Linked DNA regions of Mus musculus: region 2 is linked to region 1. The links are chromatin contacts, called in public HiChIP or PLAC-seq maps. All regions are on one chromosome and are shown on one strand. Each heading gives the region's core, a stretch centred on a gene start, on an enhancer-like site or on the middle of the called end of the contact. The rest is flanking DNA. Distances are from core to core; before and after follow the strand shown.

What was found. HiChIP or PLAC-seq counts read pairs in DNA pulled down with a chosen protein or histone mark.
Region 2: an H3K4me3 HiChIP or PLAC-seq map of the SCID.adh cell line shows a contact between it and region 1, with 10 read pairs. The contact joins two enhancer-like sites. A contact is called at or near these places in 1 of 39 promoter capture datasets (pre-B cells), 7 of 484 Hi-C or Micro-C datasets (B cells, double positive thymocytes, epidermal suprabasal cells and 4 more), 3 of 115 datasets of contacts at active chromatin or transcription factors (the SCID.adh cell line, embryonic stem cells and fetal liver) and 1 of 9 other capture datasets (embryonic stem cells).

What each region holds. Positions count from the first base shown.
Region 1 is chr17:5,088,392-5,091,091 of GRCm38.p6, reverse strand. The region is part of intron 2 of Arid1b (AT rich interactive domain 1B (SWI-like)); the gene reads right to left. Among named protein-coding and RNA genes, the nearest start is that of Arid1b, 95 kb to the right of the region's middle. Within about 2 kb of position 1,416, at least 66 of the 459 cell types and tissues checked have an H3K27ac peak or open chromatin away from gene starts, as enhancers often do. A contact at or near this core is called in the SCID.adh cell line and double positive thymocytes, where this site is marked.
Region 2 is chr17:5,164,384-5,167,083 of GRCm38.p6, reverse strand. All of the region lies in intron 4 of Arid1b (AT rich interactive domain 1B (SWI-like)), which reads right to left. Among named protein-coding and RNA genes, the nearest start is that of Gm34854, 59 kb to the left of the region's middle. Within about 2 kb of position 1,368, at least 47 of the 459 cell types and tissues checked have an H3K27ac peak or open chromatin away from gene starts, as enhancers often do. A contact at or near this core is called in the SCID.adh cell line and double positive thymocytes, where this site is marked.

The DNA.
Region 1 (2,700 bases), core at 167-2,666:
TGGGCATTATAATAATCATACCTTAAAATTTTATGAGACTACACATCTACATCTAATAGAGAAAAGGAATCGAAACTGTAGCCTGCACACTTTTACTAACCCATAAGTTATTTTAAAACACATATTTAACATATTCAAGCTAGGTGCCTAATGGTTGTTTCACAGGTTTTTACTTGACATAAGAAAAATACAGAGCAACTGGGCATATTGAAATAATTATGACTTCTATTCAAATAAAAAAGCAAGTCTCTAAGCTAGGTCACAGTGTGTATAGAAGCAACATCTTTTTTCCTTGAATTCTGTCTCTAGGTATTTATCTTAAAGAAAAAAAATGAACCAACTAAGCAAACATTTGCACAGCTGGGCGTTTAATTCTGCGTGTTGGAAATGCAGAAATCCAACTGTCCAACATCAGCAGACTCACTGCAGGGAGACGGAGTCAAAACCTGACAGAGCCACTAAGCACACTGGTTCCCACGACAGACGTCATAAGGAGCCCTGTCCATGCACCTGACCCGGGACTTAGGGAAACAAGCTTCCAAGAACTAAATCATGCTGTTTTAATACGAAAGTGTGGAGGTGCATACAGACAACGAATTACTTATCTACAATCTCTTATCAAACCCGTAGCCTGTAAAAACCTTTTTCATGGCCCTAGAAAAAAATGCAATTCATTTCTGATTATTTACAACTGCTGTCTGCTAAGAGTCAACAACAACAACAAAAACCCAAACACTGTAGCAATTTACCTTTAATAGCAGAAATCATTGCAATCTGTTTTTCATTAGATTTAGGTCCTTCCAGGTAAAATCTACACAATTGAAAAAAAACCCACAGGAAAACAAAACAAAACAAAAAAACTTAAGTTCCACTCAGCTGAGGCTAATTCTGCTAGCTTTTAAATTCACAGAATATTTCCCATGCAAGAGAAAAACAGCAAGACATTCAGCACGTCAGCTGATGCAGGGCTGAAGCAGCTGAGGGGGTGCTGAGGCCAACAAGCCCACCCTAAAGGAGGCTGCAGGAAGGCAAGGGCCTTCACCTGGGCAAGTGTTTCCTTCCAAGCGGTTTAATCCAACCCCAACTGAGAAGACTCAAGGACACAGGTGCTTTTTTTTCCTCTATGTTTTTATTTAAAAGAGGGAGGGAGAGAGAGCCCGCTCCTGTCCCAAACTCAGCTAAAGAGAAACTACTCCAGAGCTTCCTCCAACTAGTTCTTTATACTTGAAAATAAGCCATCAACAAACAAGCACTGTGTTCAGCATGCACGCTGCACACATGCACGCAAGTCAAGTTTGTTCCACCTTACTCCACCTCTCTTCAAGAACAGAACCACCACACAAGCACACACGCACAGAGGTGGGGGTGGGGCGCGGCGGCAAGTGAGCTGGGGCTAAGAAAGAGTTGGCAACGCACTCCAGGGCTCCAGGATCATTGCAGGGTCAAAGGACGGCCTTGCCTTTGATCCAGAAGGCGGAGGTGCGCTGGAGCTCAAAGGTGCCTCAGGCCCCTGTAGACCCCGTCCCCTCTTCTGCCCCCTCTTCCATCCCCTCTTCTGTGCCCTGGTTCCCAGCACGTTCACCTTACACCACAAACACTGCTGCTTATTCAGACTCAAAAACAAACACGTTTTTTAGAATGATTTAGCAAACCAGCACCCTTCTACCCCCCACCAAGAAATTTAGGCTTTTCATTGTAGTAACATAGATTTACATTTTGATTTGTGAAACAATGAAAAGTTCTTTTGTTACAGCAGCTTTTTTGTTTTTTTGGTTTTTCGAGACAGGGTTTCTAGAGACAGGGTTTCTCGGTATAGCCCTGGCTGTCCTGGAACTCACTCTGTAGACCAGGCTGGCCTCAAACTCAGAAATCTGCCTGCCTCTGCCTCCCAAGTGCTGGGCTTAAAGGCGTGTGCCACCGGCTACAACAGCCTTTTTTAATGGCAAATTTGTTAGTAAACTTTAGGCGCACTCAATAGAAGGTTTTCAGATAAAAACAGGAAAGAGCAGGTGTCATTCTATTGCTTGGTTTCTTTATGTTCTTCCTGGCCAACAGAATCTCTCAGAGCTTCCTCTAGGTCCAACTGCTTCCTCCTTAGCAGATCACAGACCAGTGCTCTTCAGAGCGAATGTTCTTTATGGCTGTGGGAACTAAACAATAGTGCCTCTGGTAACCTCGATTTCCAGGAGTCAGGGATGTGTCCAGAGCAGCCTTTATTTACTCTCATTAAGTAAATGATCAGTTCATGGATGACTCTGTTATCCATGAACTGATTTAGATTCTTACACTCATTTGTATTTCCAGTCTATGCTACCTCTTTAGGACAGTGATTCTACAACATTGTTATCCATTTTACAAAGTGGTGAACCTTCTAATTTTCATAAAATTAACTCTGTCAAGCTTCATGGAGTGTGCCCTAACTCTCATGCAACTTAAGATTAATAAATGTATGGTCAAACAAGAAAGGCCAATGCCTTTCCTTAGCTGAGCAGACTCCTGCTCTCTCCAGCCCTGTCTCCTGACTGACAAGTGCTTCCAGTGGGCCAGTCTGTACAGCTGCTAAATAGCATGAACGACTCCAAAGCAAAAGTGGGGTGACCTCCTTGTTACCTTTAAAGAGCCCTCCACCAACATTCTAGTCTCTCCGCTACCACCCCAGTGTGCAAGGTCCACCTTCTGCTGAAGGTCAGCCAATTTACC
Region 2 (2,700 bases), core at 119-2,618, 76 kb before region 1:
TAAAAGAACAAAACCCTAAAACAAGAATTAAGTGTTAATAGCCAAGGAACGTAACTCAGTAGATTGCATGCCCAATATGCACATGATCATTGGTCTGATACATAGTAACACACATTCGCAGACACATACAGATACATACACATATACATCACACACACAGATACACACACAAACACACACAGATACACACACACACACACACACACACACACACCACACACACAAACACACAGAAACACACACTCACATACACTGCACATAGTCACACATACACACCACACAGCATGCAAGTGCATACACACGCATACACACGCACACACGCGCACACACACTACAATTTACTCTACCCTAGACTCTTAAGGACAGATTCTTATTCTTGCTCACCAAAGAAGCAAGTCTGTGATTGGCATGGTGGCACATGCACTACCAGAGCACTGAATTAGCCTTTAAAGTCTGCTGTATAAGAAATTTAATGGGTGTGTTGGCAACATAGGGCAGAGCTGCCTTCCAAGACATTTCACATTATTCATTAAAAGGTTAAAAAAAAATCGGCAAAAATTGTACCGGGGGTAAAGAGCATCCAGAGCCACATCTGCTGAAGTACTGGAGGGTGGCTTCCGACCATCCTCCCACAGGGCAGAAGTGCAGGACAGTCCTCAGAGGAGGGAGAATCAAGCAGCCAGCACTGAATGCTGTGTGTGGCATCCTGCTGGTGCGCTCCTGTGAGCATGCTGTGTGGGCATGTCAGTGCTGAGATGTGGAGCACTATCTCTATGTCATAGGAGAGGAAATGGAGGTGTAGAAATGTGTAGTCATTTGGCCCTACCCAGCCACCCTGCCACCCAGCCACTCAGCTTCATATGTACACTGGAGAGAAATAAAAATGTATGCACCTGAGGCTTTGATTAGTGGCACTTTCATAATGATACAAAAGTTTCAATTGTGTCAGGAGAGCATTGTGTCACACAGCCAGTGTGTCTCCCTACAACTTTCTGATGCTGACAAACACATGGATTAATTATTGCTATTAAACTGCACTGTCACCATCTTCCACCCTACCTGGGTCTTCTCCACTATGAAGCAGAACACTAACATCTCAGTGTACATCTTTCCCATTACTGACTAGCAGAAGAGACTAGCCAGGAGAAAGGGAAGCAGAGTGGGAGCATCAAAGCATCAAAAGTACTAAGGATTGCTGGCTGTGGTGATGCATGTACTTGGTAGACAGAGATGGTAAGATGAGGACCCTGTCCTTGCTACCAAGCAAGTTCACAGGCAGCTGAGAATGCACACCTCAGTACCTATCTCAGTACCAAAAATGAACAATGCTGAACCACAAACGATGGTCATGAAAGACTCCAAGGAGGCGCTGAAACAACCAGAGGAAACCGAAACACCCACCGTTCCCTTGTTCTCGGGACAAAGGTGGGGGTGGAGAGTGAAAGGGATAAACTGGGACAATGAGCGAGCCTGTGAGCCTAGAACAGTCAGCTCCCTGCAGCTCCTGCAGGAACCATGAGCCCAAGCTCTAGAGCAGGACACAGCACAGAAAGCCGGAGAATCCAGTTTCATTTTCAGCACTGGTCTCTGGTGGAAAGAAAGGGGTGGCTGTCATGACTAACACCTGTTGTTCTCCTCAGCGGGGTAAGAGGTGGCGATGATACCAACGCCAGATGCACAGGACTTAAGCAATAAGCCACGATCCCTTGCAGTGGTTTAGCATGCACAACTGTGTGAGGATGGCTCAGGCACATGGACCGCTCTGCTCACACAAAGCCAAGCTGTCTTTGGGGACTGAGGCAAACAATTGCGTTCAGACACATGGGAAGTGAGACACCAGGGCTGGCGGGCAGCAGACCTCCTCGGGTCTTCCTAAGTATCTCCAGCACAACCACCTGCTGTAGAGACAAGCATGTTGCTCTGCTTACACTAGGGAACATGAAACAGGGTCATGGAAAGGCGGGGTACACCCTTCGGTCCTTTGTCCCCTCTCAATATGTAATATACACGTTGTAAGCACCCAAGTATGCTGAAGAAGGCACAGACCCTGAGTCACCTCACTTGAGGTGACAGATGCTCTCCCTCACATTCAGCCATGTTAACACCAGCGAGTGCTTCCTCATCCCTACACCAGGAGCATCCAGGACTGTTACTCCCTCCCCCTGCTCACTTCCCACCAGCCTTCAGTGTGCTGCTACTAGCAAGACTACAGCTAATCCTTGGCCCCTCTACTGCCAGCCACAAAAATACTGACAAATCTCAATTTCCCACATAACAGATTTTCTTGGAGCAGGTCATTCATGTCTACCAACATTAAGCCTAGCAGGCTTTGGCCAATCCCACAATATTCTACCATCCTCCAACATACCACCAACGCTCGCTCAATTCTCTGGTTCTTGTTCTCTAATCCACTATAGATTAATTACGTTAATATCACAATTTTACTTAAAAGGAATCACAGAATTTTTAATACATGTACTATTCAACTTAAATTGATGAGGTCATAGAAAGAAAAAATAATCCTTGAGTCAAGAAAAACAGTCAGAGGAAGGACCGGGAAGGGCGCTTTCCTGCGCCCAGGCTACCATCCACATCTCACACAGGGAAGAGAACAACACGAGACAACTCAGCACGTGAGATACAGCTGACACCTACACCAAACAAGTGCCCTGGCCTTGAAAGCCACTGCAGGGAAAGGAC